Linked DNA regions of Mus musculus: region 2 is linked to region 1. Evidence: chromatin contacts called from public HiChIP or PLAC-seq data. All regions are on one chromosome and are shown on one strand. The core of a region is the stretch at or near the end of the contact, and the rest is flanking DNA. Distances in the headings are between cores, read along the strand shown.

Region 1 (4,976 bases), core at 1,288-3,787:
ATGGGGACACAGAACGTGTAGGGAAGAGGCTTCTGGCTTCTTCAGGCCTCCGGTTTCAGGCCTGGCTTGTCAGCGTCTTCTGCTGGGCCCGTTTGTCTGGCAAGGAGCATGTCTGCGGGAGAGGCTGACACACAGACAGTGACAGTGGCCTCCTAACTGGCGTCTGGCTGGTAGGATTCTGTCATGAGGATTTGTGGGCACCAGAGCTGGCCTCTCAGTGTCCCTGTGAGAGGCCTCGATGTGAGCTAAGTCAGCTGTGTCCCTGTCTTACACATTCTGGTAAGGAAGAATTAGCCCTGAGGCTCCTCTCCATGAAGCCAGGATGTCCTGCTGGGCTGGGGAGCCCACAGAGAGCCATAGCTTCCTCAGCCCAGCCTCTGCTTTCACAGGCCTTGGAAGTTAACCTCACATACACTGTAACCGTTAATGAGACCAGGGATCCTTCCCATGCTTGTGTGGCTGCAGCTCCTGTTCATGGAAGAACAGATTCCTTGGCACTGTTGGGGCCCATTATCAACATCAGATGCTCCTGGCTAACAGGGAGTACCTGGGACACTGGCCTCAAGAGCTGGGTATGTGCACAGTGGGTGTGTGCACAGTGGGTATGTGCACAGTCAGTGTGTGTACAGTGAGTGTGTGGGTGGTGGGTATGTGCACAGTGGGTGTGTGCACAGTGACTGTGTGTACAGTGGACATGTGCATGTGGTTGTGTGCAGAGTGAGTGTGTGCACAGTGTGTGGATGGTGAGAGTGTGCACATTGGGTGTGTGGGGAGTGTGAGGTCAGAGAACAGCTTTCAGGAGTTGAGCTTAGTGATGAGTGCTTTACCCAATGAGCCAGCACTCCAGAGAGAGAGGCAGGTGGATCTTTGAGTTCGAGGCCAGCCTGGTCTACAGAGTGAGTTCCAGGACAGCCAGAACTACACAGAGGGAATTTGTCTCAAACAAACTAAAAAGGGGACTTGAAGTTAAGAGAGAGGCTTTCACCTGCTTAGGTGTTTCAGCCCAACCCTCTGGCTTTTATTTTGACACGGGTCTCCTGTATCCTAAATTTGTTATGCTGATAACCTTGAACCCGACCCTGCCTCCACCCTCACTTGTGGAGATCACAGTTGTGAGCCAACATGGCCACCTTGTTTCAGCTTGTGGCTTCCCCATAGAAGAGCCCAGGTTGCTTCCATTTAAGGGCTTCACATCTTTGTTAAAAATGGAAATATACTGACCCTTGTAAGTCATTTACATACGTGGGCACATGCCTCTGCCCCAATCATTTACAAACCTTTGCCCCTAGTGTCTGTTTTCCCAAGTGACATTTTCTGTAGTGTTCTGTAAAATTCCATTACCTAGTCACCCCTAGTGAAGATCAAACATGCATAATTAATGTACAGAAGGCCACGCCCCTCCCACCTTCACCCTCTGCTCCGCCAAGCAGACTCCTAAGAAGATATCTTGCTTTCCTTCTTGGAGCCATTTCTCCATTCACAGACTTCCCATTGTCAGTGTGGCTCAAGGGTGTTCAGGGGGAGGGGCTGGGGGGAAGGCTAGACCATAGCCCTTACCTCTAGGTTGGTCTAGCTGCCTGGCAGAGAGTGATGGCTCCTGGTGCTCATGGGACAGTCATAAGCTTGCTGGGAGCACAGGACACAACACTCCCTCAGGACCTGTATCCTCAGCATCTGTGTGACCTGCTGGGAGGTCAGACAGGGAAGGTGCTGGGCAGGTGGGAAAGAGCCCTCCTCAGCTCGGACAGCCCCACCTTCTTTGAGTTGTGGCAAAAACTCCAAAAGGCCCTTGGGGGCTTGGAAGGAAAGCTGAAGGTGTCATCATCCTAATATTTGGGAGGCTGGGCTATGAGTCCTGGGCCAGCCTTAGCTACATCAGACTGCTTCAAAAACAATAAAGAGAGAAGGGGAAAGGGAGTAGGGGAGAGAGAGGAAGGGGTCAGACTAGGTAGGTGGCTCCATGCTTCCACAGAGCATAGGGGCGGAGTTTAATTCCCCAGAATCCATGTTAGACATAACAACAGCCAAGTGATGGTGGTACACGCCTTTAATCTCAGCCCTCGGGAGACAAAGGCAGAGGCGGGCAGATCTCTGTGAGTTCAAAGCCAGCCTGGTCTACAGCTTGAGTTCCAGGACAGCCAGGGCTACACTGAGAAACCCTGACACTGTACCCCTGGCCTCCACATGCATGTACCGTACACTCAGAGAAAGAAAGGCTTCTTGGGAAGGGAGTTGGGACTGTGGCAGTCACCTAAGGGAAAGCAGAGAGCTCAGAGCAGGAAACAGGAGGTACTTGGAGCGCTGCAGCCACACAGTACCTGTTCACCATGCCTCACTGTCTCTCCGCACCTTAAGCTGATCATCTTCGTCAGTCTGATTGCCTAGGATCCATTAAACCAGCTCCATGACCACAGAGGAAATCAGTAGACTAAGGCGACAGAGAAGGAGCCCAGAGAAGCAGGGCCTGACTCCATCCTCTCTTCCCCTCAATGTGTGGCCTTGCCCAAGGCGCACACCTCAGTGGGCCACTGTGGCCTCCTTTGGAGAACAGTTAGCATACCTGCCTTGTTCAGGGGAGGAATGAGGTCATGCCTGGGCCACGGTCTGAGCTCTGGAGACAATGAATGTATTCTTGCAAGCGGTAACAATAATAATAATTAGCAACTGTAACCACCCAGGGCTGCACTGGGGCCCCTTGGTGGGATGACAATGGAAGGTTTGGGTTTTTTTTTTTTTTTTTTTAAATCTCTAGGAGGGGGAATTTTTTGGCCCCGAATTGATCTCTGGGATTTGTGTAGTTGATACGTGGGAGGCATGGAGGCCTGTGGTATGTTTCATCTCTCTTCAGTCCCATTTGATGAATAGCCTCCATGCCTGTGTTTATCCCCAGTGGTCTTCAAGTTCCCTCTTTCTTCTTTTGTTCTTTTTGTTTTTATTTTTTCGGGGGTGGGGGGTGTCCCGTAGCCCAGGATAGCCTAAAACTCGCTATGCAGGCAAGGTTGCTCCAGACTTCCTGACCCTCCTGCCTCCGGCTACAGGGTGCTGGGATTACCGACCACCTCGTCACTGGAGTCGAGGAGTCAGGATTTCTCAGACCTCCACTTGCAGATGCCAGCATGCATCCCATCCACTCAAAGAGACAGCAGCAACCTGGCTCCTGGAGATCTTGGACCTTTGGGCCTTGGCCACAAACTAGCCTGAAATTGTGGCCATTGAGTCCCTTTCACCTATACCTGTTAGTGGGCTGATTGACAGGCTGTAGCGTGTGTGTGTGTGTGTGTGTGTGTGTGTGTGTGTGTGTGTGTGTGTGAAGCCCCCGGGGGTGATTCCAGTGCAACCTAGCCAAGTCCTTCTTGAAGGTGGGCTCATTAGGTCTCCAGCCTTCAACTATGGGTCATCCAGTGATTGTTGTCAGGATAACTAACACAGTGTGGAAGGTTGTTTGACTAAAGCAGATAGCAGACTCTGCAAACTGACTGAAAAGCTCCTGGGGGTTGGAGGGTGGGGGGATATAGCTGAGGGGGGAGGGGATATGGCTAAGCTTGTCTGGCTGTATGTGTTGGCATCTCCAGCACCTTGTGAACTTGGGTGACAGCCCTGAAATCCCAGCACTGGGCAGTTGAAGCAGGGTGGTCAGGAGTCCAAGGTCCTTCCCAGCCTGTGATTGGATGTAAATTCAACACTCCGCTCCCAGGAAGGTCAGGTTCTCCTTCAGCTCATGTCAGGCTAAGACTGGAGCTCAGAAAAGGTGGGGCATTCGTGCTGGTTTGAATGAGATGGCTCCTACAAGTCTTGGGGACAGATGAATACTCGATCCCCAGTTGGCAATCTTTGGAAAGAAAGAAAGAAAGAAAGAAAGAAAGAAAGAAAGAAAGAAAGAAAGAAAGAAAGAAAGAAAGAAAGAAAGAAAGAAGAAAGAAGAAAGAAGAAAGAAAGGAGTCCTTGGATTGGCCATGCCCAGGAATCAAGACACATTATAGTAAAAATGTAGAACAAGAAACAAAGATCTAGGTACTCCCATAACAAGCACAAAAGGGAGAGACTCCAATAAAATAATGCAAAGCGGCATCGTCCATGATGTTGAAGACGAGGTCTCGTGTAGGTCTTTGGATGGAGGGGACAACGGTCAGGGTTTCCTGAGGAAATGCTTCCAGCCTCTTGTTCTTTAATCTTAGAGAAGGTGCTTAGCCATGGAACAGTGAGGTCAAGGAAGAGGACACCATGAGCTGCCAAAACTGCCAGTCTGCTGGAGAAGTCTAAGTGTGACAAGACACAGTGTAAACACTTGAATCGGTTGTATCAACCTTCCTAATGCTGCGACCCTTGAATACAGTTGCTCATGCTGTGGTGAGCCCCTCCTCCCAAGCATAAGATTATTTTCATTGCTATTGTGTAACTGCAATTTTACTACTGTCTTTAAAAAAAAAAGATTTATAAAGTATGCTGTAGCTGTCTTCAGACACACCAGAAGAGAGCATCAGATCTCATTATGAGTGGCTGTGAGCCACCATGTGGGTGCTGGGATTTGAACTCAGGACCTTCGGAAGAGCAGTCAGTGTTCTTATCCACTGAGCCATATCTCTAGCCCCCTGTTGTGAGACTTTTTTGTTTATTTGTTTGTTTGTTTTTGAGACAGGGTTTCTCTGTGTAGCCCTGGCTGTCCTGGAACTCACTTTGTAGACCAGGCTGGCCTCAAACTAAAAAATCTGCCTGCCTCTGCCTCCCGAGTGCTGGGATTAAAGGCGTGTGCCACCACTGCCTGGTAAGAATTGCTGATTTAAAGGCTGGTACTTCAGAGCCAGGCTCTCAAGATGAACTCAGCTTCCGGGGCAGCAAGGGCGTGAACACTAAGGGAGATTCAGATTGGCTTCTCAAGATAAGGAATCGGGGAATCCAAACAGGCAGTGGTTCCCAGCACTCAGGAGGCTGAGGCAGGAGGGCAAGTGTCTGAGGCCAGCCTGGGTGACCTGTCGAGC
Region 2 (4,976 bases), core at 712-3,211, 78 kb before region 1:
TGTCCTCTGCTTCTTCCTCCACCTTCTGACCACTTCTCCATTCCTCCTCTCTGACTCTCCCCACCTCCAGCAATGTCATTACTTCCCTCCCGGCCCAGCATCCACCACATTGGCCCAGGTTGGGGGGGGGGGACCCTTCCCTCACATGCAAGGGTCCTGACATTTCTGCCTCTCATTCACATGGCCCCAAAACTCTCAGTGTTAGTTTGAGAGTGGACAGGTTTCCTGTGAGGCAGATGTGAGTGACATTTACTGTTTCTGGCCAGAGATGTCACTACAAGAGGGCTCGATTCGAGCAGGGAGGAGCACAGTTTAAGGGTATATGCGCTCAGAGGTTCTTCCCCAGAAATTCCCAACCTGTGGGCATTGGGGAGTGGGAGTGGGGCAGGAAGGGGCTGGTCAGAAGCTAACGGGGGGGGGGGCTCTAATTGGGAGGCCTTTCTAACTGATGACACCAAGGGCTGCACACTATGCACACAAGGCACACAGAGAGCCTGGAGAGGGGTCAGAAGTCACAGAGATGGAACATAGTATCTTGGGAGCAAGAAGCCATGTGGTGGAGTACTAAAGAGACAGGGTTTGGGGGAAGGTGTGTGTGTGGGGGGGGGGGGCACAGTTTCTACAGGATTGGTGTCTGGATGACCTGTTTTTCTTTCTGGGCAGAACTCAACTCGGTGACGAGAGCTGGGCAGACATGGGAAGGGCTAACCTTGCCTCTCTAGGGAACCAGAGGTGGTACTGGACTCTCTTTCCTGGGGCAGTAGAACCTTAGTCATTAGATGCTCAGAAAGCCAGCTCAGCTGGGTAGATGGAGCTGGCTAGAGCTTCTAAGTTCATAGGACCCAGCTTCAGCAATGTCGGAGTTGAGACAGAGGTGGGCCATGCCTGTTCTGTGCCATCTGCCTCCCAGGGTTCCTATCATGGTTGTGAACAGTGGAAATTGTAAATACCCAGATCTTGAGGGGCGAGTGGGAGGCAGACACAGCCTCCTGTGGTGCTCCAGGTAAAGTATTTACAGAGAGTGACTGGATCCCTAGCAGGGTTGAGGCTACTCTGACACTTGGCCCAACACTCCCTGGCTCCAGCAGCCTAGACTTCTGCTGGTTTCTCCTACATTCTCCCCTGGGAAGAAGACACCTACCCAGGAAGGAGAGAGCTCCTTCCGCTCCTTGGAACTGTCCAGGCCTAATGGTTTTAAGATGATGGGGGTGAGTAGAGTGTGTGTGTGTGTGTGTGTGTGTGTGTGTGTGGTCACGGAAGAGGTTTTCTCAGACCCGGCTTCCCCGACACCCTCAGCCCGAGGTCTTATAAGATAAATCTCCCAACCTGTTCTGTTCCTGCGCTGATAGGTGGCCCACATTACCGCTTGCTTCAAGTCGCCAGCTTGCTTTGCAAATGGAGGAGGCTCTCAGAGCCAAGGGCAAGCACTAACTGTTTTTCTTCAAAGCCATGAGGAAGCCACAGGGAGGAGCAGGGTACGTGCCCAAGCATGACGCTGGGGAACCCACAAGGAGCCCGGGAAGGGGCCTGGCTACTCAATCTCGGAACCTCGTGATGCCACCTCTACTGTCTGTCCAGTCAGGGTACTTGGTTCTAGACAGTGGCTTCTGGTGGCATGAGCCCTCTGGGGAGCATCCACTGAGCTACGCTGCCTTTGTGGCCCCGTCAGCGCTCCACCCGGGGCCAGGGCTGCTGGATGGCAAGGTGTCTGCCAGTAGCAAAGGCTTCCGTGGCTGACTCTCTGGGGTGGGAGCTGGCACGTTGAGTCAGCCTCCCCTGAGCCCCAAGGATGCCACTCACCTTGAGTTGGGACTTGGAGACCTTGCCGCTCTTCTCCACGTCCAGTGCAGTGAAGGCGTACCAGATAGACTTGAGCAGCTCCTTGCGCAGGGCCATGGCTGAGGCGCCCGCCCCGGCCCAGGGGCGGCTCTGACACCAAGATCCGGTTTCAGGAAATGCAAACGGCTGCAGACCGCAGAGAGGCCCTGGTGCAGAGCGGAGCGAGAGCTCCACCTGCCTGTTCCCTCTTGCTTCCAGGGCCTAGCCAGCTGCTCTCGCCACGCTCTGCTTCCAGGGCTGACCCTCCCAGAGCTGGAGCCCTCCTTTGGGCCCTGGCTCCCTCAGCACAGATAGTCACTTTAGAAGCCTGCTTGCCTCAGGATCTTCCCAGGCTCCCAGTGGTAGCTCTAGAGAGAGGAAGCAGGCCCTTCCAGACTTGGAGGGACACAGGATCAGGAGTCAAGCTTACCAAGTGGAAGCGATTGGATGAGTTAGCCCCAACAGTCTACTCTTAGTACGTTCCTACCTCACAGAGCTGTGTGGGTGCCTGAGACTGGACAGAAAGAAAACTGTAGGCCCTGTAGGCCCGGGACAGGATATTTCTTTAGAGCCACCCAGCAGAAGCTCAGTGCAGAGTTCTACCCAAGCAAAAGCAACCCAGCGGAGGAAGGACAGAGCCAGCTGCTTCTCCGCTTCTCCACGACAGGGTGCCTTGGCAGTTTGGTTTGCTGTTTCCCCCTCCCCGGGCCTTGGCTCTAAAAGAAACTTCAGAATACTGCCCACTTTGTACTTGATGGCTTTCAAGACACCAGAGCCTGTATTTAGGCACACAGGGTGACCTTGACAGTGGGGCTCACGTCAGAAATCCAGTCAGGGGCAGGGCAGGCCATGGGCAGAGCCCTCTTCAGCAGCCTCCACTTCTTCAGATGCAATGCCCACACAGATCATGGTGGCCATTAAATTTCAATGAAGTCAGTGGAAGCTAATTCTGGAGTTGTGCTCCACCCATCCACCTACTCACTCACAGGGGCATATACCCAGCCCCTCCACTTGCTCCTCACTTGGAGTTCTAAAACCTTGGGATGAGTTTGAGACCACCTAGGCTATGAAGAACAGTTCTGTCTCAAAAACAAACTATAAAAAAGCCCAGAAGGGGGGAGGGAGGAAGGGAGGGGAGAGAGAGAGAGGAAGAGAGAGAGAGAGAGGAAGAAGGAGGAGGAGGAGGAAGAGGAGGAAGAAGAAGAGGAGGAGAGGGGGAAGAGGAAGAGAGGAGGAGGAAGAGGAGGAGGAAGAAGAGGAGGAGGAGAGGAAGAGGAGGAGGAGGAGAGAAAAGATCCCAGCTGAGCAACAGCAAATGAGGGCTTCCTTAGGTGTCCCAGGAGAGGATAATCTTATGCACTTGGTCCCTGATTTCCTGGCTCTGTCAGCAGGAAGGGGCTGGGGGCTCATGAGAGCATCATACAGAGAGATGACGAGGAGGGAGGGAGAGGCTCCCACAGTTCCCACAGTGTTCCTACACAGCTGTGGGTAGCATTATAGCTGCTCTTCATGAGGTGCCAGAACCTGTCCAGCTGTGGCTGCTCTGGCCTTCTGACGTTCTTTTTGGGGGTTCTTTAGCGGGGTCCCCCTGTGTCTTTGGGGTCTCACGGCATGAACTTAGACATCCTGCCCCCTAACTGGGTTACAGAGCCGGGATGTTAGCACTGGGAAGAAGTCACTGGAACCCTGGTGAGGTTGTATGTAGTGATGGTGGCAGGGAAGGAAGGGTCCAGGCTCTGTTCAATGATGGCAAGGCAGAAGACCCAGAATTCTGGCAGCCCGGGCATTACCCCAGATTCAGCCACAGCCCAGGAAGAAGCACAGCCACTCGGGTCCTGTTTGGCGTAGGTGTGGGCAAAAGCCTACCAGCGGGTCCCAGAGCTCACCTCTCTTAGGGCCTCTTCCTGCCTGGACCCATGGAGAGCCACCTGCTGCATGGGTGGGCGCTGAGGCCACGCAGGGCTAGGAAAGCAGGCTGGAGCTTGGCCAGCCCTGCCACCAGGGACCAGCACTGAAATGATGGAGGAGCCCAGGTGGAAACTTGCAACTTTTATTAAATACTCATCCGCCCGTTTGCCACCACCACCCAGAGCAGGAAAAAAAATTATCAAAATAGGATTAAAAACCCAAACCACAAAACAAATGAAACCCAGTCCCCAGCAGTCTGGGTACAGGCCACTCGCTTGCCTCTCTGCCACAGACAAGCGAAGAGGCACCTTCACTCCAGCCACAGGCCCCTGAGGAATTAATTCTGACTGTGGTGGTGGGAAGTCCCTGGTGCCAAGTGGCTAGGCATCTTGGCCACCGTAGCCCCAGGAGACGGTTATTGCTGGGAGGCGCTGGGCTGAAAGCTGTCGGCCTTTCCCCTGGTGGTACTAGCAGCCAGGGTGGAGGCCAGTCCTCGTCCACCTAGTCACCACCTCCCTGAGGAAGGGAGTGGACAGAGCAGGAATAATATCCTGCCAAGGGAGGGACGCAGGTGTCTGGCAGCCTGGTGACCAAGCTCAGTGTCGACTGCCTGCTGCCTGGCCCTCATCTTGGGTGTAGCCCACAGACCTTTCCACTAGAGGCCATTTTCCTGTTGCCTCATCACCCCTGAGGCCTATGCGGCCATCTTCTTGGGGTCAGCTGTGGCTGGGGGCCCCGGAGGCAGGGCTGCCTGTGAGCATGGAGCCTTCTCCAGTGTGGTGTGGGAGCTGGTCCTCTTGGGCTCAGCAGCCGCTCTCTGTGGTTTCCAGGGTCACAGCCCCTTGCTGCATAGCAGCAGTGGCTACGCTTATGGCCTCCTCCAGGGTCTGCTGGTCCTCCAGCTGTGGAGAGGTGCAGCAGGGGGAGAGGTCAGTTCCTCCCTTCCAGACCCCACAGACCTGTGTGCTCCACCCACTCCCTTGGTTGGTTTGGTTTTCGAGACAGGTTTCTCTGTGTAGCCCTGGCTGTCCTGAAACTCACTCTGTAGTGAGTGGCCTCAAACTCAGAGATCCACCTGCCTCTGCCTCCCAAGTGCTGGGGTTAAAGGCTCTTTCTTATTAGGGCTCTACTAGAGGAAAACTCCCTGGTAAAGAGCCCTGTTAGGCACGTCCTGGGCAGACCACAGGCTACTCTGTGTTAGACATCAGCTGGCTCACAGAACAGCAACTGGCTGGAAAACGCCTTAGAGA

The links. HiChIP or PLAC-seq counts read pairs in DNA pulled down with a chosen protein or histone mark.
Region 2: a contact with region 1 is called in an H3K27ac HiChIP or PLAC-seq map of embryonic stem cells, with 6 read pairs. The contact joins the promoter of Def6 here to the enhancer-like site in region 1. A contact is called at or near these places in 1 of 484 Hi-C or Micro-C datasets (undifferentiated spermatogonia), 3 of 115 datasets of contacts at active chromatin or transcription factors (effector CD8 T cells, embryonic stem cells and pancreatic cancer cells) and 1 of 9 other capture datasets (adipose tissue).

The regions. Positions count from the first base shown.
Region 1 is chr17:28,127,037-28,132,012 of GRCm38.p6, reverse strand. No RefSeq gene overlaps it. Among named protein-coding and RNA genes, the nearest start is that of Scube3, 13 kb to the left of the region's middle. Within about 2 kb of position 2,537, at least 5 of the 459 cell types and tissues checked have an H3K27ac peak or open chromatin away from gene starts, as enhancers often do. A contact at or near this core is called in embryonic stem cells, where this site is marked.
Region 2 is chr17:28,204,763-28,209,738 of GRCm38.p6, reverse strand. It overlaps Def6 (differentially expressed in FDCP 6), which reads right to left and starts at 1,961. Exons shown (of 11, transcript NM_027185.3): 1 at 1,801-1,961. The coding sequence starts at 1,896. It overlaps Zfp523 (zinc finger protein 523), which reads right to left. Exons shown (of 14, transcript NM_001357995.1): 14 at 3,853-4,628. The coding sequence ends at 4,530.